Regions from separate parts of the Sus scrofa genome. Here regions 2 and 3 are each linked to region 1. A link is a contact called in public Hi-C and HiChIP or PLAC-seq data. All regions are on one chromosome and are shown on one strand. Each heading gives the region's core, a stretch centred on a gene start, on an enhancer-like site or on the middle of the called end of the contact. The rest is flanking DNA. Distances are from core to core; before and after follow the strand shown.

Region 1 (4,034 bases), core at 356-2,855:
GTTTGTCCTGTTGGCAATCTAAATTCCACACTAACGGCGACACCCCCCAAACCCATTATTAAATCCACAAGGAGTGCAAATGAATTTAAGAAGGAGAGCCAGGAAAGTTACCAGAGCGCTTGCATTGCTTCTGAGTTGGCACAAATGTCTCCTAATGCAAAGGTTAAAATGCAGTTTGTGTGTCGGATTTCTGCTAGGATAAAGCACTAAGAATACAGTACACATCATTTTGCTTTTTCTGACCTGTCAATTTCAGTGACATTCTCTACTATTAGTCTATATTTAACCAGCTTACTGGGCAGTTTCTATAGCTTTTAGCAGTTTTTTTTCCTTTTATTAAAAGACCGACCCAGTTTGCAAGAAAGTTGCTAAAACAGACCCCTTCCAAATGGGATACAATTGCAAGTGCACTGTGTCTTATCAACCTTTAATTCACCTCATCAGCTGAGCTAGCAAATCAGGTTAAGCTTTGTTTTAAAACGCCTCCTCTATGTCGCTAAAAGCTCGTGGTCCTCGGGGGGTAAGCATCCTGAGAACTAGTCCTTAAAATGTGCTACAGCTTAGTCTAACGTGTGTCTATAACGCACTACCCTTCCTTTTAAACACTTCCCACAAGGGAGTGGAAAAGTCACTTTTGAGAAGAACTTGGGCCTTGAGGGATCAGATCATCCATCCTAAGGAGGAAATCCAATAGCGTTTTCCCTCTGCCCACACCCGAAGGGAGGTGTTTGTTTGGCTCCGCGAGAGGGGCGCTCCCTGGCCGCGTTCTCGGCGCCGGGCCCGGCCCACTGTGAGTCGATTTGGAGGCGAACGACGGGCCGGCAAACTTCAGCCGGGATCCGCGAGCTGGGCCCCGGCGAAGGGGCGGGCTCTTCCCCGGTGCGGCCCCGCCCTACTTGCGGGTGCGGGTCTGGGGCCTCCGGGGCTCGGAAGCCCGAGTGAGCGCGAGGTGGTGGGACCCTGAAGGGAGAGGATGGGGGTATTGTGGTGAGGGTTCAACTCCAGAGGGGCAGTGGTCCGGTGGGGGCATGGGCCCAGCCCGGGGGCGACCAAGGCCACAAGGGCTGTCCTGGGGGGCGGCGACGGGTGAGGCCCGGCCGGGGTGTCTACCTGGGGGGACACCGCGCTCAGCGGTGACCAGAGGGACCCCAGCGGCTGGGGGGTGGGGACCTTGGGCTCCCGGGACACGCCCGACTCGCCCCGCCCCTGGGATCCCGGCAGCGCGGCCCCGCCCGGCCCCCTCCTCACCTGATGTACGGGCTGGCAGCTGCCAGGATGTTCTTCTGCACCGGAATCTCTTCCCCGTCGAGGACCAGGTGCGCGTCGCAGAAGCGGGACTCCTCGCGGAAAGAGCTGAGCGCTCGCAGCAGGCGCGCGGCGTGGTGAGGGTCGGACACGGCGCTGCCCTCGGCCATCGCGGTGCCCACTCCTCAGCTCGTGGGTCCGGCTCTTGACACCGCCCAACTAGACCCCTCCAGCGGCCCGCTTACGGCGCGCGTCCCGTCTGCCCAGCCCGCGCGCGCCCGCCTGCCCGGCCCGGCTCTCAGCGCTCGGAGCACAAGCGCGAGCCTCCGAAACGCGCCTGCGCCATCCGCGGCGCGAAGGGCCGGCGCCTTTAAGGAGCCACGGCGTTGCGTCATTTCTCCGCGACGCCCCCGCGCCCTAGCGCCCTCCCTCGCGCCCGCCGTCGCCGGAGGCGGCCAATCAGAAGCCTCGTTGCTACGCGGGACCGGCTGGTGTACGAAGGGCGCAGTGATGAGGGGCAGTCTACGGGTTGGAGAGATCCCTGCAGCGGTGGAGGGGTGCGCGGGCAGGGTAACTCTGTGGTTAAGCCCGTGGCCTCTGGCGCGGTGAGTCTGAATCCGAGTGTGAGCTCTTCCACTCACTAGCTGTGTGACCGTTGGGTAAGGTGCCCATCCTCACTTTGTCCATCTGCAACATGAAATCGATTTCTTAGTGTTGCTGCAGACTCCTATGAGGTAGCGCAAGTAAGCGAGGGCGCAGTAGGTGTAGCTTTTATTATTTACAGGGGAAAAGGCGCTTCCCAGGTAAGAGCACAGAGACTCGAGAAAGGGGGCCCTTAAAAGAGGGTTTGAGTTGCGGGCAAGACCCGGGGGGACATGTAGATGAAGAAGCACGCAGGGCCTCCTTAGTTGTCATGAGGTTGGTCTTGACCCTGTAGGTGTTAGGAACCACGAGAGGGTTTTAAGCAGAGCGTTTGTATGAAGATCAGTCAGCTGCTGCGTGGAGAATGGGGGGGTGGGGATGGAGTGTTTGCAAAAGGCAGAAATATGCTTAACTGTTGCTGTACTTGAGGGAAGGGAATGGTGGCCTGGATGGAATGGTGATGATAGAGGTGGACAGTAGTGGATGGCTTTAAAAGAACAGGCAGAAGGGGACCAGCATAATGTTCTGGGTTGAGTAACTGCATGATGTTAGTACGTTGCAGAGGGACATAGAAACGCTGAAGGAGTGGAAGGTAGCAAGGCCAGATGTTCATATACATCCAGGCTCCCCACCCAGTGAAGATCAAGGTGCTGACTTTGGATCAAGCACCTCCAGGTCAGGTTGGCTTGCAGGTTGTCTGACATTTCCTGGAACGTTGCTAAGGGTACATGGGAATGTGGATTGTAGCCCCCATTTTGTACAGACATTAGCTGCTCCACAAGCTTCTGAAGACTTAGCTGTTTTAGGAGGGCCAAGGACCAGAAGACTATGTCCAGCATTCTAGAGAAGGCCATGTGAGATTTTCACTGGATCACCTCAGTGTTTTCCTTCTGCCAACTCAGAAGCGCCAATAAAGTCCTGGATCTTTACCCTGAGCGAGCCAAGGCTTTGGAGTTACTGGCAACAATCAGAGTATGTAACTCTGGTGGAGTCACTGGCAAAAGAATAGATTGGGAGAATGATGTTACTAGTGGAAGGTCCAGGTAATACAGCCCAGTGTTTATGGATGAAATGATAAAAAAAAAAAAACAAAAAAACATCTAGGATTGGCTTCAAAACGAAGGGACAAGGGAAGTGGGTGGTGATATAAATGAATCAAAGTAGTTTCTACTTGTTAAAGCCAGGTCCTGGGTACCTGGAGATTCATTGTACTAGTGTGTGTGTGTGTGTGTGTGTGTGTGTGTGTGTGTGTGTGTGTGTGTGTGTGTGTGTGTGTGTGTGTTTTAAGATGTCGTAATACAAAGTAAAGAGGATAAGCAGCTGGAGCGTATCTCCTCCCAGGATCCCAGCAGTCAACACTTTTTTCCTTGAACTTGTTGCTGTACTTTGAACATTGCTCTGGCAGAAAACCGACTGCAGTGGGTTTATTTTCCGTGCTGCCTGGCATGTATGTTTTAGTGCATCTCCATTTCCAGGTGCCATACTCAGTGACTGGCCCTAGTAGTGCTCACTGAATGTTGGATGGATGGAAGAAATTTAAAGAATTGTAAATACTGGGCATTTAATAAATGTTTTCTGAATTGTAATCTGTTTTTAGTTTGTGTTTGTCTTCCTTGTCAACTGGGTTGTTGTTGGAGTCAAAAAGGATATATGTGACAGAGAGTTCATATCAAATATGTAGGTATTTGATAAACACTTAGCTGATTAATTACTTGGAATGCTGGTCTATTCTTCAAATGTCAGAGTTTCCAAAACAAAGAGCTCAAATAACAGAATAACCCTCAGGTAACCAGTTTTCCCAGAATGGGAGTGTTGGCTTAGTTGAAGGAAATGGAGGTGAATGGGGATTAGTCAGGCAGGCTCTTCCTGGTAGAGGTGAACCCTCTCTGGTGTTTTGACAGAAAGAAGCAATGAGAGAATGTGGGCAGAGAGTTGTACAGAATCCATCAGGGGAAAGGTTGTTGCCAGCCTGAGAGGGCCCCCATGCAACGGGCAGCAACTCAGCAGACGTTATAAATACCTTCCACCCCATCCCTGCTGTCTGCATATTCCCACCAACCCCACCTGCTTGAACCACTCCTATCCATCCTTCAAAATCCAGCTCAGTGACCTTCAGGGAACCTCCAAGCAGCTTCCCAGGGAAGAGT
Region 2 (4,464 bases), core at 252-2,751, 180 kb after region 1:
CATTATGCTGCACTGGCTTATAACAAAACACTAAAAACAGAACACTGACATTATGGAAACTAACTAAGATCTGGAGATTAGAGTAGACCACTGTGAGCCAGGCAGCATCCCAAAGAGAGGCAAGTAGAACAGAGTTTAAGAGCAGTTGATTGTGGGACTTCCCACTGTGGCAGGGCGGAAACAAATCCAACTAGGATCCATGAGGTTGTGGGTTCAATCCCTGGCCTTGCTCAATGGGTTAAGGATCAGGCAGTTGCCATGAGCTGTAGTGTAGGTTGCAGATGTGGCTCAGATCTGGCATTGATGTGGCTGTGGTATAGGCCAGCAGCTGTAGCTCTGATTCAACCCCTAGCCTGGGAACCTCCATATGCTATGGGTCTGGCCCTAAAGAGCAAAAAAGCAAAAAAAAAAAAAAAAAAAAAGATTTAAATTAAAAAAAATAATAATAAAGCAGTTGGTTGTGAATCAGAAGTGCAGTTCTGCTACTGCCACCTAGTAGCTGCTTAAGCCACAAAATGCCTTCCCCATTCCACCCTGGGCAAGTTAGTTAACCATAATACCTGCCTGAAGGGTTTGGAGCGTTTTAAAAAGAGAATGCTGTCCACTTTGTAATACTGAACGTGTGGAGATGGAGGTGCTTTTTACTTGTCTTTTACTCCAATGCTTCCTTGCTGATTCATGCCCTCCCCATAAAATCTGTGTTAAAGGTGAGGTCTTTCCCAAAACTTAATTATTTCCTGCCTCCTTGGATTGGGTGGGATGAGTCTTCTGCTTTTCTCGAAAGGCTTTCCTCCCAGGACTGCTGAAGTAAGGAACTGATCAGATGGGTCTCAACTCCCTGCCTTTTGATTGCTCCAGCATTAGCTGACTGGCTCCAGTCCACACTCCAGCAAGAAGCCACTCCTGACCCTTGCTCAAGTCCTTGTCCCTCTGTGTCTCATGAGTCTGTGTGTCCTGTTTGGGGACCATGGGTCTTTGGGGATTTGCAAGGTCATAAAGTGGGTTCCTGGACGGTTTTCAAAATTTCAGAAAGTCAAAGAGAAACTGCATTTGGGTCAGAGCGCTTTTGACTAATGCCCAACAACCATCTTTGGGTGGAATGATCGTTTGGACCTGCTATGAATCTCTGCTCTGGGGGACCCTGATCCTCTGAAGAAGAACAGAACCGCACCTTTTAACAAGACTAGGAGAACCCTGCGTCCCCTCGGGTTACCAGAGCCCGAGAGCCCAGCAGAACCACCCTTGCCTGGAGCCCTCCGCAAAGCCCAGTGGGAGGCCAGAACAGCTGACCTAGCCAGTTCCCCAGCCTAGAAGCGACGCCCCAGGCCTTCCTCCGTCCCTCCCCGGGAGGCCCGGCCCGGCCCCGCCCCGCCCCGCCCCCTATGAGCCGGGGCTCTGCCCTGCCGCGCTAGTCCTCCGCTCCGCATCCCCGCCCTTTCCGGGACACACCCCTCCCGCGTACAGGCCTATCGGGACCTGCCCCGCCCCGCCTGGGCCCCGCCCCCGAGCCCCGATCCAGCCAGCTCGCTCCGGCTCGCGCCGGCCTAGGCCTAAGCCCGCCCCCACTCCGCCCCGCCCCCCAGTGGCCGGGGTGCTGGAGGTGCTCCGTCGCGACCCTCTGTACCCCGGCGAACATGGCGCTGCGAGCGGCTCGGACTCTGCGGGCTGCAGTCTCCAACCTACGCGCCGTCTCTGCACCCGCAGCGCCCTGCCTGCCGCGGCCTTGGGGGCTGCAGGCGGGCGCCATCCGGTTGCTGCGCACCAGCCCTGCTCTGCTCTCGGGTAAGTGCGGGCGGGCACGTGGGGCTGGCAGGGCTGCCTCGAAGGAAGCTAGGGCCTCGACCCTTACCTCGATCCCCGCTACTGATCGCTCCGGGTCAAGCGGGACGACCCCTGCGCACGCTTTTTATTCCGGGGATCCCGTGTTGCGTGGCCGCTGCTCCCCTCCTTAAGTGGCATGGACGACCCTGCAGCCATTGTCCTGATGGCCGGGAGCTGGGGGACCCGGAGGCCTGGAGAACACTCGAGGCTGGTTCCTGCAGGAATGGCAGCTTCTCGCTGCTGGAGACCGGGGCAAGCGTCTCTGGCCTCCTTCGTGACCTTAGGTTTCTCGCGTTTGTGAGCATGGTGGACCCTAAGAATGGAGAGAAATAATAGGCTCTACTTTGCTACACGGATCGTCACTGAGAATTCTTAAGTAAAATTAAAGCAAGAGCATCTACTGAAATTTAAAGCACTGGTTCTAGGTCTTTACTAGCTAAACCAGCCTCACTTTGAAGACAGCTTTTCCTGGAACAGTGAGATAGAGTGGATGGACTCTACGACATAGAACGTTCTGCTAAAGTATATATTGAGTCATGCATGGATGTGTGTTAGGCTGAACTGAGGACTTAACTGGGACACCTGCCCCTAATTGTCTGGGCCATCTGTGCCCCTTTAGTACAAGCTATCCCAGCGGAAAAACGGGTTTCTTCTTGCACCAATACTTGACAGTTACTGCAGAGTGTAATCCCTCGGCTCTGTTGGTGCCCACGCAGCAACGCATTAGCCACTTGAGTATAAAGGAAAACCGTTTCTCAGATAAGAACTGAATATCAAGCCTATGTTTTCTGGATATTCAGCGTTATCCTGTCACTAGCTTTATGCATTTTCACGTTATCTAATTAAATATTGCCCAAGATATCAATACCCATGATCTAGCTGAACATCTAGGTTTTCGTTAATACCAGAGAATGAGTTCCAGTTTTGGCTCCACGCCTTATGAGCTATGTGGTCTTAGGCAGAGTCACTTAACTTCTCTGAGTCTGACCAGAAGAATGGAAATGACAGTCCCTACTTTACAGACTTGTTGGATGCAATGAAATAATGTGTAACTGCTGTACCTATAAGCTGTTACTTGCTTTTAAATATTAGTGTATAGAATCAAATAAATAGTGGAAAATTGACCAAATGTTAATATAGTTTATCTGACTTAGTAACTTTGAAAGGAGGAAAATGCAAACTTTTACTAAATTATTCAAAATGCCTAATTTTCTGGGCCAAAACCCATGCTTTCCAAGGCTCAGAAGAAAGTAATTATTTACCTATTCTCCTGTCCACTTTTCTCCTGTTGGGCCAAGGGTTAAAGGAGAATTGAACTAATCATTGTCTTTAGCCTAAATTGCATGGCCTAGTACAAAGATTTAATGGCCTTTGAAGTCAAGGGGACCTAGGTACATTTACCTTCAATGTTGCCGCCTTTTCCTCTAAACTTACGGTTGCTCAGTTGCTAAACTGAGTATGAGGGCACTCTTACTATACTAAGGTTATCTATGTACTAGATGTTTTGCTGCGTGAGAATCCTCTTAAACTTTAAAAAATTCACAGAGTTCCCATCGTGGCTCAGTGGTTAACGAATCCGACTAGGAACCATGAGGTTGTGGGTTCGATCCCTGGCCTTGCTCAGTGGGTTAAGGATCTGGCGTTGCCATGAGCTGTGGTGTAGGTCCCAGACATGTCTTGGATCTGGTGTTGCTGTGGTGTAGGCCGGCGGCTACAGCTCGGATTAGACCCCTAGCCTGGGAACCTCCATGTGCCGAGGGAGCGGCCCTAGAAAAGGCAGAAAGAAAAAAAAATTACTTCACACCAACTTTTGAGTATTTGCTATATGCCCAGCATTGTGTTTAGAACTGAGAATAGAAATGAGGTAAACCCTGCTTTTGCTTGCTTTGTCCTTGGTCTATTGCCTGGAGGAAACTGATGAAAGGGCTGTGTCTACAGCATGTTAAGTGTGTTGGGGGTCAGGGTGGGAAAGTGGTGCAGAGTGCTAGGGGAGCAGGTTGGATGGCCCTGGGACCCACCCTCGAGAGGCTAGGTAAGGCTCCTGGCAGGAAAAGCTTCTAAGTTAATATCTGAGTCAAAAAAAAGGTGATGGGGAGAGTGCTATAGTCAGAACACTAAGTACAAGCCTTAACCTTAGGGAAACAACAGATTACCCGAAGTAATTTCAAATGGAAGGAAGCAAAGCAATTTACTCTGACAGATTTTGCAACCTCTTCCATTGAAGAGTATGACATTAAAGTTTTTTGGGTTTTGTTGTTGTTACTTTCTTTTTAGAGCTGCACCTATGGCATACAGACCTTCCCAGGCTAAGGGGTGAATTGGAGCTGCAGCTGCCGGCCTACGCCACAGCAACGCAGGATCCGGATCCGAGCCGCACCCTCCTTGTAATGCTAGATACTTAACCTACTGAACCACAGGGGGAACTCCAGAAATTAAAGTTTTTTAATGATTAGAGGTAAAAGAAAGTAATGTTAATAACTTTACATTCTGCTGCATATCACAGCTAGGCAATCAAAGCAATTTAATATAAGTACACCTATCTTTTGGGTAAGGAAGGGGTAAGAGGAAACCAGCAATTTGTATTTTAAAACAGTATTAGGGAGTTCCCATTGTGGCTTAGCAGAAACAAATCTGACTAGTATC
Region 3 (4,169 bases), core at 194-2,693, 230 kb after region 1:
TCTATACTGGGTTGGTGCTAGAAGAGTACTGCCCTTTATGGCTAACACATCGGCCCTACCTCAGACGATAAACTCGAACGTTCTGCTGTTCCACCTTATCAGAAGCCTGATTCTAAAAAAGTTTCTGAGGAAGACTGACCTGAAGGGCAGAGAGAACACACAACAGGCTAGGTCATTTGAGCTTACTCCCGAATCGATTCCGACCGCCCAAAGCCACAGAGTCACAAGACTGCTTTCAGTGACACGCTTTGGAAGTGTCACTGTCGGCAGAGGAAGACTTCAAGAAGTGGTGGAAGGCAGCTTCCTGCTGAAATGACGGGGAAATTACGATTTAATGGGTGGGGCTGGATATCTGGATTTTTAATAAGCTTTCTACAGATGAGCACTAAAGGCTGAAAATCAGCGCCCTAACCGACGTAAGGCGGAAGGGCTGTCCGGACTACTGTCCTGTTATTCTATACCGTGGCCCCTCTTACAGCAGATCCGCGGGAGAAGTTTCCCTTAGGTCTCATGCCTGAGCAAAGCCGATTTCACCGACGCTGTCAAGCCTGGGACGCCCGAGCTGAGGGCCAAATCTGCAGCTCCCTGCCAACAACCGGGCAGGACCTAGAGGCCTGAAGGAGGTGTTGTGGGTGTGGTGGAGAGAGCACCGCCTTCGGAAGCCGAGCCCAGGTTTAAACCCCAGCCCTACGCAGGCTGCGTCATCGGTTTCCCATCAATAGGATGGAGGAGCTGCGGGGGCTCACGAGACGGACGTGGGAAAGACCCGGGCCGCCAGGTGCGAGGCCGGGGGTCCCGCCGGTCCGAGCCTGGCAGCCCAGAGCCATGACACAGGGTTTTCCCGGCGCTGCGCCTCCCTGCGTTCTAGCTCCCACTCTCCCTGCCGGGCTCCCTCACCAGTCTGGCCCGTTTTAGGGTCTCGAAGCGCCTTCCGCCGCGGCCGGACCCCCGGCGCGTTCCCGTCCGCGTCCCGCGCCCGCCCTGGGAGTCGGACCCGCGCCCTCGGCCCCGAGCGCCCGAGGCAGGCGCTTGGTCGCGCCAGGCCCCGGGGGGCGCCGTGCGCGGCGGGCTCACCTGCAGGCGGTGGCTCTTGACCAGGTGCATGTTGAGTGCGGGGCTGTTGGGCAGGATCTTACCGCAGCCGCGCACCGTGCACAGGATGTTGGTCCGCACGGCCCGGGACAGCTCGCTCACCGACGGCTGGATGAGCTCCCGCGCCGGCGGCGCCGGACCGGCGGACTGTTGCCTCGCCCCCGCGGGTCGCGGCCGGCTGCCCCTCAGCCGCCCGGGGGGTCCCCATGGGCCCGAGGCGGCGGCGGCTCCCCTTGCGGCCGTCGGGCCGGCCGGGGCGCCCGAGGCCAGAGCCGCGGGCCCGGCCGCCGCCGCCGCCTCAGAGGCCGCCATGGCTCCCGCTCGGCAGCCGTGCCGAGCCTGCAGGCCCCGCCTCCTGCTGCAGCGACTTCCGGTAGGGGGCGGGGCCCCAGGCTTATTAGCATCCGGCGGGTACCGGCGGCCGCGGCGCCCCCTCCTGGGGGCGGAGTGCGTGCTTGCGGGAGTCACTGCCAGGTAAGGTGGTCCGGTTGAAAAACCTCCTAGGGGTTCCTGCAAAGAGGTAGAGGGTTTTCTTTCCGTCTTTCTAGAAACATGACCTCGGTCAATAACTGGATAGAATAAAAAGCATTGCGAAGTTCTCCTTGTGGCGCAGCGGGGACGAATCCGACTAGGAAACATGAGGTTGCTGGTTCGATCCCTGGCCTAGCTCAGTGGGTTAAGGATCTGGCGTTGCTCCGAATTGCGGTGTAGGTAGCAGATGCAGCTCGGATCTGGCGTTGCTGTGGTGTATGCAGCAGCTGTAGCTCCGCTTGGACCCTAGCCTGGGAATCTCCATATGCCTAAGGGGGAGAAAAACAGCATTTCCTTTTCAGGATCTTCCCAAAAATTAGAAATAACCCAAATATTCAAAGGCAGGAGACACAAGCGTATGTTAACTACGCTCTGGTTTTACCAGAACTGGGGAATGCACTTTTCATTGACTATCTGATTTTGCCTTTAAAACAGCCACAGCAGGTGTTTTCTTCCATTTGCAGAGTAACTAGCCCGAGGTCACATTAAACAAAGGAAAGGATTGTTATAATTGACAGTTAATCATTTTAACCGCTGAAATTTGATTACTGTTTGGGAGACCATAGCTCAAGACAGGGTTCCAAAACCTAAGTAGGAAGCATGACTAGGTAGGGTAGGAAGCCAGGTGTAGCCAAAAGGGGGGGGGGGGAGGTGTGCAGTAAAATGGGATACAGCCTTTCTTTATTATTTTTAAATTTTTATGGTCATGCCTGAGGCATGTGGAAGTTCCCAGGCCAGGGATCGAACTCACACCACAGCAGTGATCCAAGCTGCAGCAGTGACAATGCCAGATCCTTAATCTGCAGAGGCACCAGGGAACTCTACATCCATTGTTTAGAGATGGCAACTGTGGAGTTCCTTGGTGGCACAGCACAGTAAGGATACAGCATTGTCACTTCAGTGGCTCAGGTTGCTACTGTGGTGCAGGTTTGATTTCTGGCCTGGGAACTTCCAGTTGCTGAGGGCCCAGCCAAAACAAACAAAAACAAAACAAAACAAAGAGGTGGCATCACTGGACTAATTTTGCAAGATTTCATGTGAAAGCATCCAAATTTTATATATTAGCAGCCCTATTTGCTTTCTATTGCTGCAATAACAAATTACCACAAACTTGGCTTAAAACGACGTAGATTTTGCTACCTTACCATTCTGGAGGTCAGAAGTCTGAAATGAGTCTACTGCTGAAGATCGAGGTGTTGGCCTGGCTGCATTTCTTCTGGAGGCTCGATGGAAGAATCTGTTTTGTCTTTTCCAGCTTTTAACGGTGATTAACGGTGAGCTGAGTCTTCTTCACATCACTCCGATTTCTTAGTAGTCACATCTCTCCCTGCTCTCTTCTCTTCCTCGTCCACTTTTGAGGACTCTTGGGATGACGCTGGGTTCATCCAGGAAATCCGGGATAACCTCCCCATCTGCAAAGTCCTTTTGCCTTGTCAACTAACAGACTGGCATAGTCCAGGGCTTAGGTGGGGACATCTTTGAGAAGGGTACTATGCTGCTCACTGTAGTAACTAATTCTGATTTTAAAAGTACTGTGGGCTAACTGCCCCCCCCATCTATGTGTGAGATGGCATCCATGGACTATTATTTCTTCCAGCATTGGGTCTAAAAGTGCAGCTCTGAGGAGTTTCTGTCATGGCACAGCAGAAAGGAATCCGACTAGGAACCATGAGGTTTTGGATTCGATCCCTGGCCACAGAGGGTTAAGGATCTGGTGTTGATGTGAGCTATGGTGTAGGTCAGACGCAGCTCGGATCTGGCATTGCTGTGTCTGTGGCATAGGCTGGCACCAGTAGCTCTGATTAGACCCCTAGCTCCATGTGCTGCGGGTGGGGCCCTAAAAAGACGAAATAAGTAAATAGATAAATAAAAGTGCAGCTCTGGGAGTTCCCGTAGTGGCGCAGTGGTTAACGAATCCGACTAGGAACCATGAGGTTGCGGGTTCGGTTCCTGCCCTTGCTCAGCGGGTTAACAATCCGGCGTTGCCGTGAGCTGTGGTGTAGGTTGCAGACGCAGCTTGGATCCCGCGTTGCTGTGGCTCTGGCGTAGGCTGGTGGCTACAGCTCCAATTCAACCCCTAGCCTGGGAACCTCCATATGCCTCGGGAGTGGCCCAAGAAATAGCTAAAAAAGAGAAAAAAAAAAAAAAAAGAAAAAAAGAAAAAAAGTGCAGCTCTGGAGCCCAATTGCCTGGAGTTAATGTGGGCTCAGTTACTTGCTACCTAGTACCAAGCTTCGGTATTCACTTCAATAGAAGAAGTAATTTGGCCTCTGCCTTATAGGATTATTATGAAAATAAGATGCATATAAAATACGCAGCATAGTGCCTAGAGCTTTGTGGATCTGCATTTACTCCATCTGGTCTCAGGACTGCATTTGAATGCACGATGTGTCTCTGGACCATCACGCACACAACAGGTCAGCGTGCCATGTATTCTGGTTTCCTAAAGCAGGAGACTCTGTCTGGGAGGGCTGCATGGTGCAGGTTCAGATCATTCCCCTGTAGGCTGGATGACATGATTAGCATCTTTCTTGTTCAGGCTCTAA

What was found. A called contact is a pair of places that touch in the nucleus more often than the background predicts. HiChIP or PLAC-seq counts read pairs in DNA pulled down with a chosen protein or histone mark.
Region 2: a contact with region 1 is called in a Hi-C map of liver, with 2.5 times the contacts expected there. The contact joins the promoter of GCSH here to the promoter of GAN in region 1. A contact is called at or near these places in 4 of 47 Hi-C or Micro-C datasets (brain, heart right ventricle, liver and 1 more) and 1 of 2 datasets of contacts at active chromatin or transcription factors (alveolar macrophages).
Region 3: a contact with region 1 is called in an H3K27ac HiChIP or PLAC-seq map of alveolar macrophages. The contact joins the promoter of ATMIN here to the promoter of GAN in region 1. A contact is called at or near these places in 1 of 47 Hi-C or Micro-C datasets (liver) and 1 of 2 datasets of contacts at active chromatin or transcription factors (alveolar macrophages).

The regions. Positions count from the first base shown.
Region 1 is chr6:6,988,065-6,992,098 of Sscrofa11.1, forward strand. It overlaps GAN (gigaxonin), which reads right to left and starts at 1,606. Exons shown (of 11, transcript XM_003126840.6): 1 at 1,249-1,606. The coding sequence starts at 1,415.
Region 2 is chr6:7,169,685-7,174,148 of Sscrofa11.1, forward strand. GCSH (glycine cleavage system H protein, mitochondrial) reads left to right here and starts at 1,502. Exons shown (of 5, transcript XM_021097052.1): 1 at 1,502-1,782. The coding sequence starts at 1,635.
Region 3 is chr6:7,221,752-7,225,920 of Sscrofa11.1, forward strand. ATMIN (ATM interactor) reads right to left here and starts at 1,444. Exons shown (of 4, transcript XM_021097045.1): 1 at 1,075-1,444. The coding sequence starts at 1,404.